Linked DNA regions of Sus scrofa: regions 1, 2 and 4 are each linked to region 3. Evidence: chromatin contacts called from public HiChIP or PLAC-seq data. All regions are on one chromosome and are shown on one strand. Each heading gives the region's core, a stretch centred on a gene start, on an enhancer-like site or on the middle of the called end of the contact. The rest is flanking DNA. Distances are from core to core; before and after follow the strand shown.

The links. HiChIP or PLAC-seq counts read pairs in DNA pulled down with a chosen protein or histone mark.
Region 1: an H3K27ac HiChIP or PLAC-seq map of alveolar macrophages shows a contact between it and region 3. The contact joins two enhancer-like sites. A contact is called at or near these places in 9 of 47 Hi-C or Micro-C datasets (blood, brain, embryonic fibroblasts and 5 more) and 1 of 2 datasets of contacts at active chromatin or transcription factors (alveolar macrophages).
Region 2: an H3K27ac HiChIP or PLAC-seq map of alveolar macrophages shows a contact between it and region 3. The contact joins two enhancer-like sites. A contact is called at or near these places in 1 of 47 Hi-C or Micro-C datasets (embryonic fibroblasts) and 1 of 2 datasets of contacts at active chromatin or transcription factors (alveolar macrophages).
Region 4: an H3K27ac HiChIP or PLAC-seq map of alveolar macrophages shows a contact between it and region 3. The contact joins two enhancer-like sites. A contact is called at or near these places in 3 of 47 Hi-C or Micro-C datasets (embryonic fibroblasts and fetal heart ventricle) and 1 of 2 datasets of contacts at active chromatin or transcription factors (alveolar macrophages).

What each region holds. Positions count from the first base shown.
Region 1 is chr7:8,688,004-8,690,703 of Sscrofa11.1, forward strand. No RefSeq gene overlaps it. Among named protein-coding and RNA genes, the nearest start is that of EDN1, 63 kb to the right of the region's middle. Within about 2 kb of position 1,353, at least 6 of the 83 cell types and tissues checked have an H3K27ac peak or open chromatin away from gene starts, as enhancers often do. A contact at or near this core is called in alveolar macrophages and retroperitoneal adipose tissue, where this site is marked.
Region 2 is chr7:8,454,251-8,456,950 of Sscrofa11.1, forward strand. All of the region lies in intron 1 of LOC102166292 (a long non-coding RNA gene), which reads right to left. Among named protein-coding and RNA genes, the nearest start is that of HIVEP1, 60 kb to the right of the region's middle. Within about 2 kb of position 1,256, at least 4 of the 83 cell types and tissues checked have an H3K27ac peak or open chromatin away from gene starts, as enhancers often do. A contact at or near this core is called in alveolar macrophages, where this site is marked.
Region 3 is chr7:8,192,242-8,194,941 of Sscrofa11.1, forward strand. No RefSeq gene overlaps it. Among named protein-coding and RNA genes, the nearest start is that of MIR7136, 58 kb to the left of the region's middle. Within about 2 kb of position 1,395, at least 3 of the 83 cell types and tissues checked have an H3K27ac peak or open chromatin away from gene starts, as enhancers often do. A contact at or near this core is called in alveolar macrophages and retroperitoneal adipose tissue, where this site is marked.
Region 4 is chr7:8,644,343-8,647,042 of Sscrofa11.1, forward strand. The region is part of intron 6 of HIVEP1 (zinc finger protein 40); the gene reads left to right. Among named protein-coding and RNA genes, the nearest start is that of EDN1, 110 kb to the right of the region's middle. Within about 2 kb of position 1,414, at least 7 of the 83 cell types and tissues checked have an H3K27ac peak or open chromatin away from gene starts, as enhancers often do. A contact at or near this core is called in alveolar macrophages, where this site is marked.

The DNA of each region.
Region 1 (2,700 bases), core at 103-2,602, 500 kb after region 3:
CTTATATAGAAGCATCGCTTCACACTCCCTGTGCTGGAAAGATGGCTTTGGAATGTGGTGACTTTGAATGCTGATAAGGACATTCCACAGGCAGATGCTGGGGTCGGCTTGAGGAAGGATGGCTGAGCACCATCACCCAATAAACATGGGCTCTTGGAGTTCCCGTCATGACTCCGCCGTAACAAACCCGATTAGAATCCATGAGGACGCGGGTTCGATCCCTGGCCTCCCTCAGTGGGTTAAAGGTCCAGTGTTGCTGTGAGCTGTGGTGTAGGTTGCAGATGAGGCTTAGATCTAGTGTGACTGTGGCTGCAGTGCAGGCCGGCAGCTGGAGCTCTGATTTGACCCCTCGCCTGGGAACTTCCATGTGCTTCTGTTCGGCCCTAAAAAGACCAAAAAAAAAAAAAAAAAAAAAAAGCACGGGCTCCTGTTTGAGACCAGCGAAGGGTAGCAGCCAGCAGAGTTTTCATTTGTCATAGATTCCACGACCTGTTTCCTTTGAAACATTTGGAATCGCAAGCATCGTGTGGAGCGAGTGCGCCTCTGCTTTCTGGCCTTTCGGTTTGACTGCTAATGTATTTATTTATTTTTAAAATTTATTTTACAGCAACTTATTAATTTCTGCTCTACAGCAAAGTGATTGACATTTACACGTGTATACATTCTTTTTTATACTCTTTTCCGTTATGGTTTATCTCAGGGTCCTGAATCTAGTTCCCTGTGCTATTCGGTAGGATCTTCTCATTTATCCATCCTATATATAAGAGTTTGTATCCACTAACCCCAAACGCCCTCTCACCCCCTCCGGTTGGGCTCTTTATTTTTTATTTATTTATTTATTTTTTTGTCTTTTTGCCATTTCTTGGGCCGCTCCCACAGCACATGGAAGTTCCCAGGCTAGGGGTCTAATCGGAGCCGTAGCTGACAGCCTATGCCAGAGCCACAGCAACGCGGGACCCACACCACAGCCACACCACAGCCCACGGCAACGCCAGATCGTCAACCTACTGAGCAAGGGCAGGGATCGAACCCACAACCTCATGGTTCCTAGTCAGATTCATCAACCACTGCGCCACGACGGGAACTCCAGGCTCTTTATTATTATTGGGGTGACACAGGCACACAGCATCACTCGTGAGCCATTACTTCCTCTGCTGGAACATCAGGAAGAAGCCAAAAGAGCCCTTGGGAAAATAATTTATCTGGACCTTTACAAGCCAGTGAGCAAACGAACTGACATGGAGCTGAGTGACTGTGTCCCGAGGATAGAAAATGCCTCTGAAGGGGGCTGCACATCTCGAAGACTCACTGCTGCTCTTGCTACCATTGGGCAAGTGGAGTTCAGGGGTTCAGAGAAAAGCCTTTCTTCCCATAAATGAGAATGCGGAACAGAGGCACTTGCAGCACTCATCCAAGCTGACAGCCAGCCTGACAAGAAGGAAGGTGGCCTTATTATTTTGTACCATTGGTGATAAGGGCCCGTCCCAGGCCACCAGATATAGGGCTTCTCCTGGGCGCCCCTGGTTCCCCATCTGTGTGGCCCCCACTTGGCACACGGCTCAGCCTCTGGTGGGTGTTCCTGCCTCCTCCCCTCTCTTCCTCCTTTGCGTCCTCACCCTCTCCCCACCCCCGCCCCACCCACTCTGTTATCTCCCCCACCTCCCCTCGCTTCCCTTCTGTCCCAGGCACTGTGCTGCAAAAGCAATTTGCAAAGCTGCATGCAGGGTGAATTTCAGCAACAGGCATATTTCTAAATCTTAAAGAAAAAAAAAATCCCCCAGCCAAAACGATTTGCTCTCGGCCCGGTCCTGGACCACTTTTCATACGGCCGTGGCAACGCGAGATGCAGCACCAGATCCTTTCGCCCACTGTGCCAGGCCGGGTATTGAACCTGTGTCCCAGCCCTCCAGAGAGGCCACTGATCTTGTTAAGCCACAGTGGGAACTCCAAAATAAATTACTTCTAGAGGAGTTCTTTCAAAATTTTTGAAGGTGGAGTTCCCTTCATGGTGCAGTGGTTAACGAATCCAACTAGGAACCGTGAGGTTGTGAGTTCGATCCCTGGCCTTGCTCAGTGGGTTAAGGATCCAGCATTGCTGTGAGCTGTGGTGTAGGTCGCAGATGCTGCTCAGATCCCGAGTTACTGTGGCTCTGGTGTAGGCCAGTGGCTACCGCTCTGATTTGACCCCTGGCCTGGGAACCCCCATATGCCGCAGGAGCCACCCTAGAAAAGGCAAAAAGAGAGGGAAAAAAATTAAAAAATTTTAAAAATTAAAATAAATGATATTTTTGAAGGCTGTTTTAACCAATTTTTGAGAAATTAATACCAGTGACTTTCCTGAGGCCACAACTCGTAGATGGTCAAGTGAAGATTTGGACACAGATCTGCATGATGCTGAAGCCCACGTTTTGCCATACAACACGGTACCTCCCTCTTTCCCTCGGCAACCCTGGCTGCTAGAGGTGGCATCAAGGGGATAGTAATACACCGAGTGTCATGGGTTGAATTGTTCCCACCCCCCAATCAGTAAACATGTTCCACACACCTGCAGCCTATGGAGGGTCCCAGGCTGGGGGCTGAATCAGACCTACAGCTGCCAGCCTACGCCACAGCCACAGCCACAGCAGATCCGAGCCACGTCTGCAAACTCCACCACTGCCCACGGCAACACTGGCTCCTTAACCCACTGAGCGAGGCCAG
Region 2 (2,700 bases), core at 6-2,505, 260 kb after region 3:
ATCCCAGCTGCCTCTGCAACCTACACCGCAGCTCACAGCAACACCGGATCCTTAACCCACTGAGGAAGGCCAGGGATCGAACCCGCATCTTCATGGATACTAGTCGGATTCGTTTCCACCGAGCCACAACGGGAACTCCCAGAAATAATTTCTAGTTCTTTAAATCACACAAAAGCATACCCCCCACATCTCTTAACTTAATATCTGTAAGTATCTTGAATCAAGGTAAAGGAAGATGACTAATTCATGTCCCCAGAAGGTGATCTTGGTTGGAGTCATTCTGTATACTCATCTCCATTTGATATTTGAGTACAGATAAAGATAAAATATATGTCAGGTACAAGTGGAAGAGCAGTTCAGAAGGGCAGCTGTGGAGGTGTGTAAACAGGGGGAAAGTAGTTGCTTTGATGGTAATTTGTGAGATTTCCATAGATGCATAACTGATTTCACCTGGGCTCTCACGTTCTTCCCGTAGAAGACTACTACTCAACAGCTGTGCTTCAGTCATCAAAGCCCAAGGCAGTGACTCCATTTGCCATTTCCTAGGGCTTGTTCTAGCCAAGGCAGGGTTGAAATCTGTTCGGCATCTGAATAAAGATTTAGGAATTAACAAATACAGTTCTCAGCAGTTCTACTCTAGACACAAGGACTAAACAGAGTGTCACCAACCTTTGAGTTGAGCTCCAAGTTGATTGCTTGGAAATATTTTCCTACAGAATTAACACTATGTGTGGACTTGAGGTTTAGTATACAACATGCATACATTGTCTCACTAATGAACCTTGGCCCTGATGATCACCCGTGATACTGACTTGCAAAAGAAGCAGCAGCCCCGTGTTTCACTTCCCAAGGTGGCAAATCTTGCCTATTGCCATCCCGACAGTGAGGGCAAACGCTTCCTCTTCTCCAGTCTAGCACTGGGTCACTCAAATTAAAATCAAGATCCCGAGGCATCGTTAAAACAGAGATCTCAAATCTCCATAACAGAGAGGACATACAACACTAAAGGGGTTTTATGATCAAGTTTCAGCATGTGACATATAATCGTCAAATTGTAGGCTTACAAATAGGTGGTTTTCCTGGAGGCTTAATAGCCTGTTCATCTCACTTGTAGAACTTTCAGTCCCCGTGACTGAAATATAGTCACAAAAGACAAAGTGTTGTTGTTGTTCATAGAGAAAGAAGAAGTAAAATCCTGCCTCCACATCTACTCGTGTAACAAGAGCTGTAACCTTTAATGACCTCCGAGGTCTTGGCCGTATCCATGGCTGTAGAAATCAGACTCAGTAATGGAACACTTGGTTCTTCCGTTTTCCGGAGGCTGTCTTAACACCCCATGAGTATGATGTCTAATTTTTCTGGCCTTTGGCCATATTATATACACGAGCCATGCTGACCAAAATGTCTCGCTTTTTTAGCCAGAATGGTTTTGCTTGTATATCAGTAGTGAGGAAAAAAAGTGAATTAAGGCTTCTTCTTAGCGGTTACCTGGTGTTACATTTCCTGTCTTTTCTCAACCCTCCTGTGAAATATACACAATATTAAAATTTGAAATCCTAACATTTATAATTCTTCTCTTCTAGTAATTTGCTTCTTTCCCTTGGCAACTTAATCCCCAGGGGCCTGGAGTTTCTCATTTATAAAATGAGAGAATTATACCCAATAATATCCAAGAGTTTTTCTAATTGAGGAAGTCCATAGTACTACTTATGTTTATAGTAGGATTAAACAAGTACATAAATATATTGTGGATAATGAGAGCCAGGTTTTTCACTTTTGGAGAAAAAAGTTACAAATAAAGAAAAGGAAAGAATAGGATAAACTTTGTGGTGTTGGATTGAAACTAAAGATTTAAGTATGAATTCATGGTTTTTAATAAATATACAGAGGGACAGACAAAGAAATACAGACATGTGCGCAGGCATATGTTTCCCGGCTCTGTCTGCTCAGAGAGCCTAGAAGCAGCGACAACTCAGTAGCAGTTAGCCCACCTAGAGCCCAGGTATTGGTTCTAAATACAGTTTCCTAATTAAAGGAACCCAGGCCTCTTGCTGAAGCTATTGATTCCAGGCCTGCGGCAGGGAATGTGTATGACATGATCAGGACATCTTGTGGTGCCAGAAAGTAAAGGATGTGTAGAAAAATGATTGGGGTCGTGTCAGAAGAACACAGGAGCCAGTTTGGAGGTGCCTCAGTGGCCAAAGCTAGAGTAATTTGAGTGACAAAATATGTAATGATAGAATCACATTGTAACCCATAGACTAAAATAAATAGCCACAAGTCCATACTGAGACCAACCGATCCATCAAAAGGAGACTAGTTTTTTTTTTTTTTTTTTTCTAGTCCTTTTTAGGGCTGCACCTAAAAAGCAGCAGATGGAAGTTCCCAGGCTAGGGGTCCAATCCGAGCTGCAGCTGCCAGCCTACACCACAGCCATAGCAACATGGGGTCCAAGCCGCATCTGCAATCTACACCACAGCTCACGGCAATTCAGGATCCCCAGCCCTCTGAGGGAAGCCAGGGATCAAACCCGTGTCCTCATGGATACTTGTCAGATTCATTTCTGCTGCGCCAGGAACTCTGAGTAAAGTTCAATTAGTAAATGTGAAAGAAATGAGGTCAATATAAACAACCAACGTAGGCAAACTTAAGAGCCATAGAAGAAAGCTAAAATTAGTGGGCAAAATCATGATGAGAAAC
Region 3 (2,700 bases), core at 145-2,644:
TTGCTCATGGTGGTAACTGGCTTGGCAACACACTCAACTGCTTCTTTCTCCGTTCTACTCCCCAGCTCTCCTGCTGGTGTTCTGGGATCACCTCCCAAATAAACTATCTACACTTGAACTCTTGCCTTAGCGTATGCTTCCAGGTAAATGTGAACCAAGATAGGACCCTATTGGAAAAATCCCAGGTAACTCAGAGATGGATGAAGATGGGTAGGGGACCAAAGATGCCAAGGAATAAGATACACTGCTATTATTGATTCATAGCAACATGGGGTTGTGATGCCCCTGCTGGACACATCTTCTAGACCATGCATTCTCAACAGGAATATCAACCCTGAAAAGGGAAAATACATAAATTCTACTATTTATGTATAAAGCCTGGATATACATAGAGTATAAGCAGATATACTGTGTATCTGTTATCTCAAAACTACATAATGGGGGAAATTTAGGAAAAAATGTCTGAAAATTCTCCTTAGGGAGCAATAATGAAAACTAGGTTGAGAAACACAGCTTTAGACACTACTGCCACGAACGCTATATTGCTGCCCTGATGGTGCAATAACCCTAATTAAAGCATCACTCCCTGAAGGATCATGATATGATGGAAACATCCGACTGACAGAGTATATATGACATCACTCAGTTCTAGTCATAGGTGTGGGTGGAGGGAACATCTACCCCTCCTCCTTCTGTTGTAGCTGTCAGAGTCCAGCTTTCCCTCAGACTCACAAAATAGAGGAGCTCTCCTCTCAAAGTCTGAAGGAGGTCTAGGTGTTCTGAACAAGTGACTGTGGACCTTGAGGCGTTTGAGGCTCCATCTTGGGAATTCCTGGTACTGCCTTGTTCCAGAAAGTGGAATTTACTGAGAGGTACTTGTGGGGAGACAGATATGTTTTGGGTTATAAGTCTACCAGAGGTTTATAAGCCATTCATCAGAGAAGTTTTAAAATAGGCAAGGGTCTAGTTTAGGGTTCTTGAGTAAAAAATGTCATATAAGAGAGCTGTCCTTGGATACAGACCTTTAAATTCATGTACATATACATTTTGGAAATTGGGACTTAGAATTAGCAATTCAGCTAGACGGCCTGGGGCATGGTGGAAAGATCACACTATTCAGGTGCTCTCAGCATTGCCAAAGGCCAGCAGTGAGATCACCAGCAAGCCTCTTGTTTCTCTTATTTACATGAGGAGAGTGCTGCACTACAGGCTTTTAGAGCGTCTTCTATTTCTATCATTTTATGTATCAAGGGAGCTAGGAAGAGGGGATGGAAGAAAAGAAAGGGGGAACAAAATATGCAATGTGGCTTTTTCGTGTGTGTCACGGCCCTTTAAATCTTCTAACGATACTAAGAAGACGTTATTACTTTCATTGCATGGTGAGGAAGTGGAAGTTCAGAGAGGTTAAATCATTTGCCCAAGTTCACTCAGAAACTAAATAGCACTCAAACCAGGATTTGCCTGGTTTTGAAAGTCACGTACTTTCCACCAAACCGCAGTGTCCCATGCTCTAAGGGAAACAGTAGAGTCAGCAACTGCATGCTTTGGGTATTCTTCCTCCCCCTGATTTTGGGCGCACTCTCTTGGAGGCCTGGGCATCTCCCGTGTTGCTGAGATCCTAGGCTATCTCATCCTGGCATGCCTGTCCTTGCCAGTGCCCTACATTCACTTCATTTCCTTCTCCATTTTGAGCTTTCCTTGCTCTCAATGAAATGCACAGTCAGGAGACTGTGAAATGCACGAAAAAAACGACCCAGGCTCTCAGGACTGAGTGCTGACTGCTGGCTAATCTGGTTAATATATATGTTAATGGGAGAAGGATAAAGCAGCAGCAGGTCTTTCTGCCTTGAAGCTGTGGAGTGAATTAGATGTCCATTTCAGTCTAAAGCATATATCCATATAAACTCTGAGTACAGGGCTGAACACCACTAATTCACAGTGGATATCGCTTCCAGTGCAGCAGCCAAAGCCCTAGACCGTGAACTGGGAGAGCAGAGGCCTAGCTCCAGCTCTGGCAGGAAGGACAGGAGTATAGCGCAGAGTAATGACAGGCAAAGGAGAGGTTCAGATCATGCTCCCTGCTTTCTCACACATCACTCCTACAGGCAGCCATCAGGTCTACCTTAGCCCAAGCTCATTCACCAGGTTTATGTGTGTGTTGCCCTGAGCAGAGATCAGAACGCAGACTAAATTAAAATTTTGGAAACAATTAGAAACAGATGACCAGTGGCAAAGACGTGATTCTTTTTCTCACCTCCAAGAGTCTAATGGCTACATTTTCCCCATGGTAATGCCAAGGCGATATGGTCTGGTGGGAAAGCTGTGTGCTGGGACTCAGAGGACCTTGGTTTGGGCCCCTTGGTCTTCAGTAAATCGAGTAAATCCTCTGAGCTGTCTCCCTCCCTTTTTTCTAAATCCACTTTATTGAAGTACAATTTACATACAACAAATTCACCCATTTTAAGGGTAGAGTTGATAAGGTTTGATGAATGGATATGTTCACCATAATCAGGATTCATGACTTTTCCACCAGCCCCAACTTCTTTATTACATATAAAGCTATAATGATCATTTAATTCTTCTTGAGTCAGTTTTAGAAATTTGTGTTTTTGAAGAACTCTGCCACCTCTGCTATCAAATTTACTGGCATAAAATCATTCATAATAAGCAAATGGAAGTTCTCAGTTTAGGGGTCAAATC
Region 4 (2,700 bases), core at 164-2,663, 450 kb after region 3:
AGTCTTTTGATTCTGTGTTAGTATGTAGTTATTCCTTTATATCTGCCTTGTTTTATTTTATTTATTTTCACCATAGGTTTACCCTAGATTTTTTTGTCCTTATCTACAGTATTTCTTTTCCTAGCGGTATCTTCAATCTTTTTCTTTTGAATATTCTAAACCCGTTCTGTACTCTCGACCGACTCCATACCCAGAATGTCTTTCTCCAGCGAAAGGTGCATGCTCCCTGGTTGATGGAGTGCTCATTGAAGGTCAGTGCGAAGATGCCGTGATGAGGGACCAAAGACCCCTGGTATTCGATTCTTACCTCCCTTAGCAACAGCAGGCGATGCAGCTGCCCACTTTATCCTTCAGCAGAAGCAGATGAGTTCTTGTTCTGATTTTTGAATGGAATAAATTTAGGGATGTTGGGAGACATTTATTTTGAATGAAGCACAGGGAAAATTTGTCTAAGGCAGCCATTAAAATGTGAACGTTTGACTTCCGAAAGAAGTCTCCATTTAGTTGAAAACCGGCATCTCGAGCTGTAATTATAGTAGGTGCCTCTGCAAAGTCTAAGCCCTCCAGCCAGTTGCACAGGCCCCTGCAGCCTTGCCACGAAGAATTGTATAGGTTCAGGAATTTTGTCCCTGTGTTCTTGGGGTGTCAGTAAATACTTTTTCCTTTTCGCCCTTTGTGTCAAAAATCATGCTACCGGCTATTTGCTTTTCATGCCTTGATCCAAAGAATGTTTTTGTCAACAGACGGCCGGGCTTCAGCGCTGGGAATGTTAACATGTGCCCTCAACTGCCAGACTGGGAGGGCCCGTCAGTGTGGCGGAGCGCAACTGGACGCGTTATTCTCCTTGGAGGTTAAGGACGTGGGATGACGTGTGTAGGAAGAGGGCGTTCCGTCACAGGATTTAAAACCTAGATCACACTGACCCTTAAGAGAAATTTAGTGGAGTTTTCTAAATGAAATTCTTTCTAATTGAAACCTGTAGAATATGGTTTTGTCACTGGGATTTTTATGGAAAATACTATTACTCCTTTTAAGAAAAACTTCCACTCACAGTCCAAAACCATGACAGGTCTTGAGATTTATAGTGAAAATAAAGAAGTGTCATGTCATTAATGAACAAGGCAGCTATGACTGCCGTTTGGCTAACGTCTGAAAGTTAACAAACGTTCAGCTCTGGCCCATTATGTTGTTAAGGTGAAAGCACAGTTTAACAAAAACACCAAACAAAATCTGATTACGGCAGTAGTTGCATGCTTTAAAAGTTTGTCCCCAGGTTACCATTGTTTGTCTGGATTTCGGAGCAGTTTTTCTAAACATATGAGAAAAACAAAAGCAGACACATTACAACCACAAGAGAATGTTGATGGAGGCCAAGTCCCTGACCCGGTGCAGGGCTGGGGCAGCCCGAGCTTGTCTGAGGACAGCCTGCCTGACTCCGACCAGCAGGGGTCACTGTCGGGCAGGGATGAGGGCAGTTTATGCAACTGAAACCGGATTTTAAAATACATCTTTAGGTGACAGAATATTGTAAATCAACTATAATTGTAGATTTTTTTAAATAAAATACAATCTGTATTGTACACACCGAGGAGGAAGAACCAGTTGTCATATAGTATATCTTTTTGAAGTAATGACAGGACTCCTAAATACAAAAACAAAAAAATACCTTGTTTGCACATTCTGGCTTTGATGCTTTCTAGGTGTATGTAAGTCTCTTGACTTCCTTTTATAAGATGAGTAATGGTATCACAGGTGCTGTTCGATTTAAACATGACACCAGAATAAAATGTTTGGCAAACTTTTTCTGTAAAGGGCCTGATAATCAATATTTTAGGCGGCTTTGTGAGCTACACAGTCTCAGCATGATGCCTAAACCCTGTAGCTGTGTCAGCAAAGCTGCCACAGACAGTATGTAAACAGTGAGCCTGGCTGTATTCCACTAAAACTTTATTTAAAAGAACAAGCCGGAGCCACACGGGGCCAGCGACTACGGCTTGGCAGCCCCTGGTAGAAGAGGAATGCCACGCTGAAGTTCCCGTGCCACACTGCGGCAAAAGAAGCGATACCGCAAAGTCCAAGATGGCAAGTGTGGGAGTAGACAAGTCTTCTTGGTCTTGCTGACCTGTCATCGTGGACAAGTCACTTTTCCTTGCCGGGTCATCTATCCACACAACTTCTGCCTCGTGTAGTAATAGTCTTCTTTGGGGTGGGGGTGAAGGGGACAACTCAGGAGTAGGAAAGGATTTTTTTTAGCCTGAATCCAGGGAGCACAGGTGTGTGGGCTTTGTGTTGGTGCCGCAGATATTTTAAAAATGCCCTTGTCTTCTGTTCACGTTCCTTATCTTGTTTTTTTGATCGCTCTGGGATCTCCACCCTGTTTAGCAAAAATGCAATGATCCAAAATTCATTTTCAGGTTTTCAGACTGTGGCCGAGGTCTTCCCTTCGGGAGTTTCAAGACACAGTGAACACACAGAGATAAACATTATTTGGTCTTTATCTTGGGGAAGGAAGACTGTAGGAAGGAATCCCAGCTCTTCTCAAGTCCTCTGTGAGCTGGAGGAGGTAGTTCTGTCCAGGGAGAAAGAAAGTCCAGGGACCCCGCCAGCCTGTGCCTCTTGCCACCCGGAAGGCTGCGAACCTTGGTCTGAGGTGTGGTGTGACCAAGACAAAACCAGATTAAAACGGAGCCAGATAGCTTT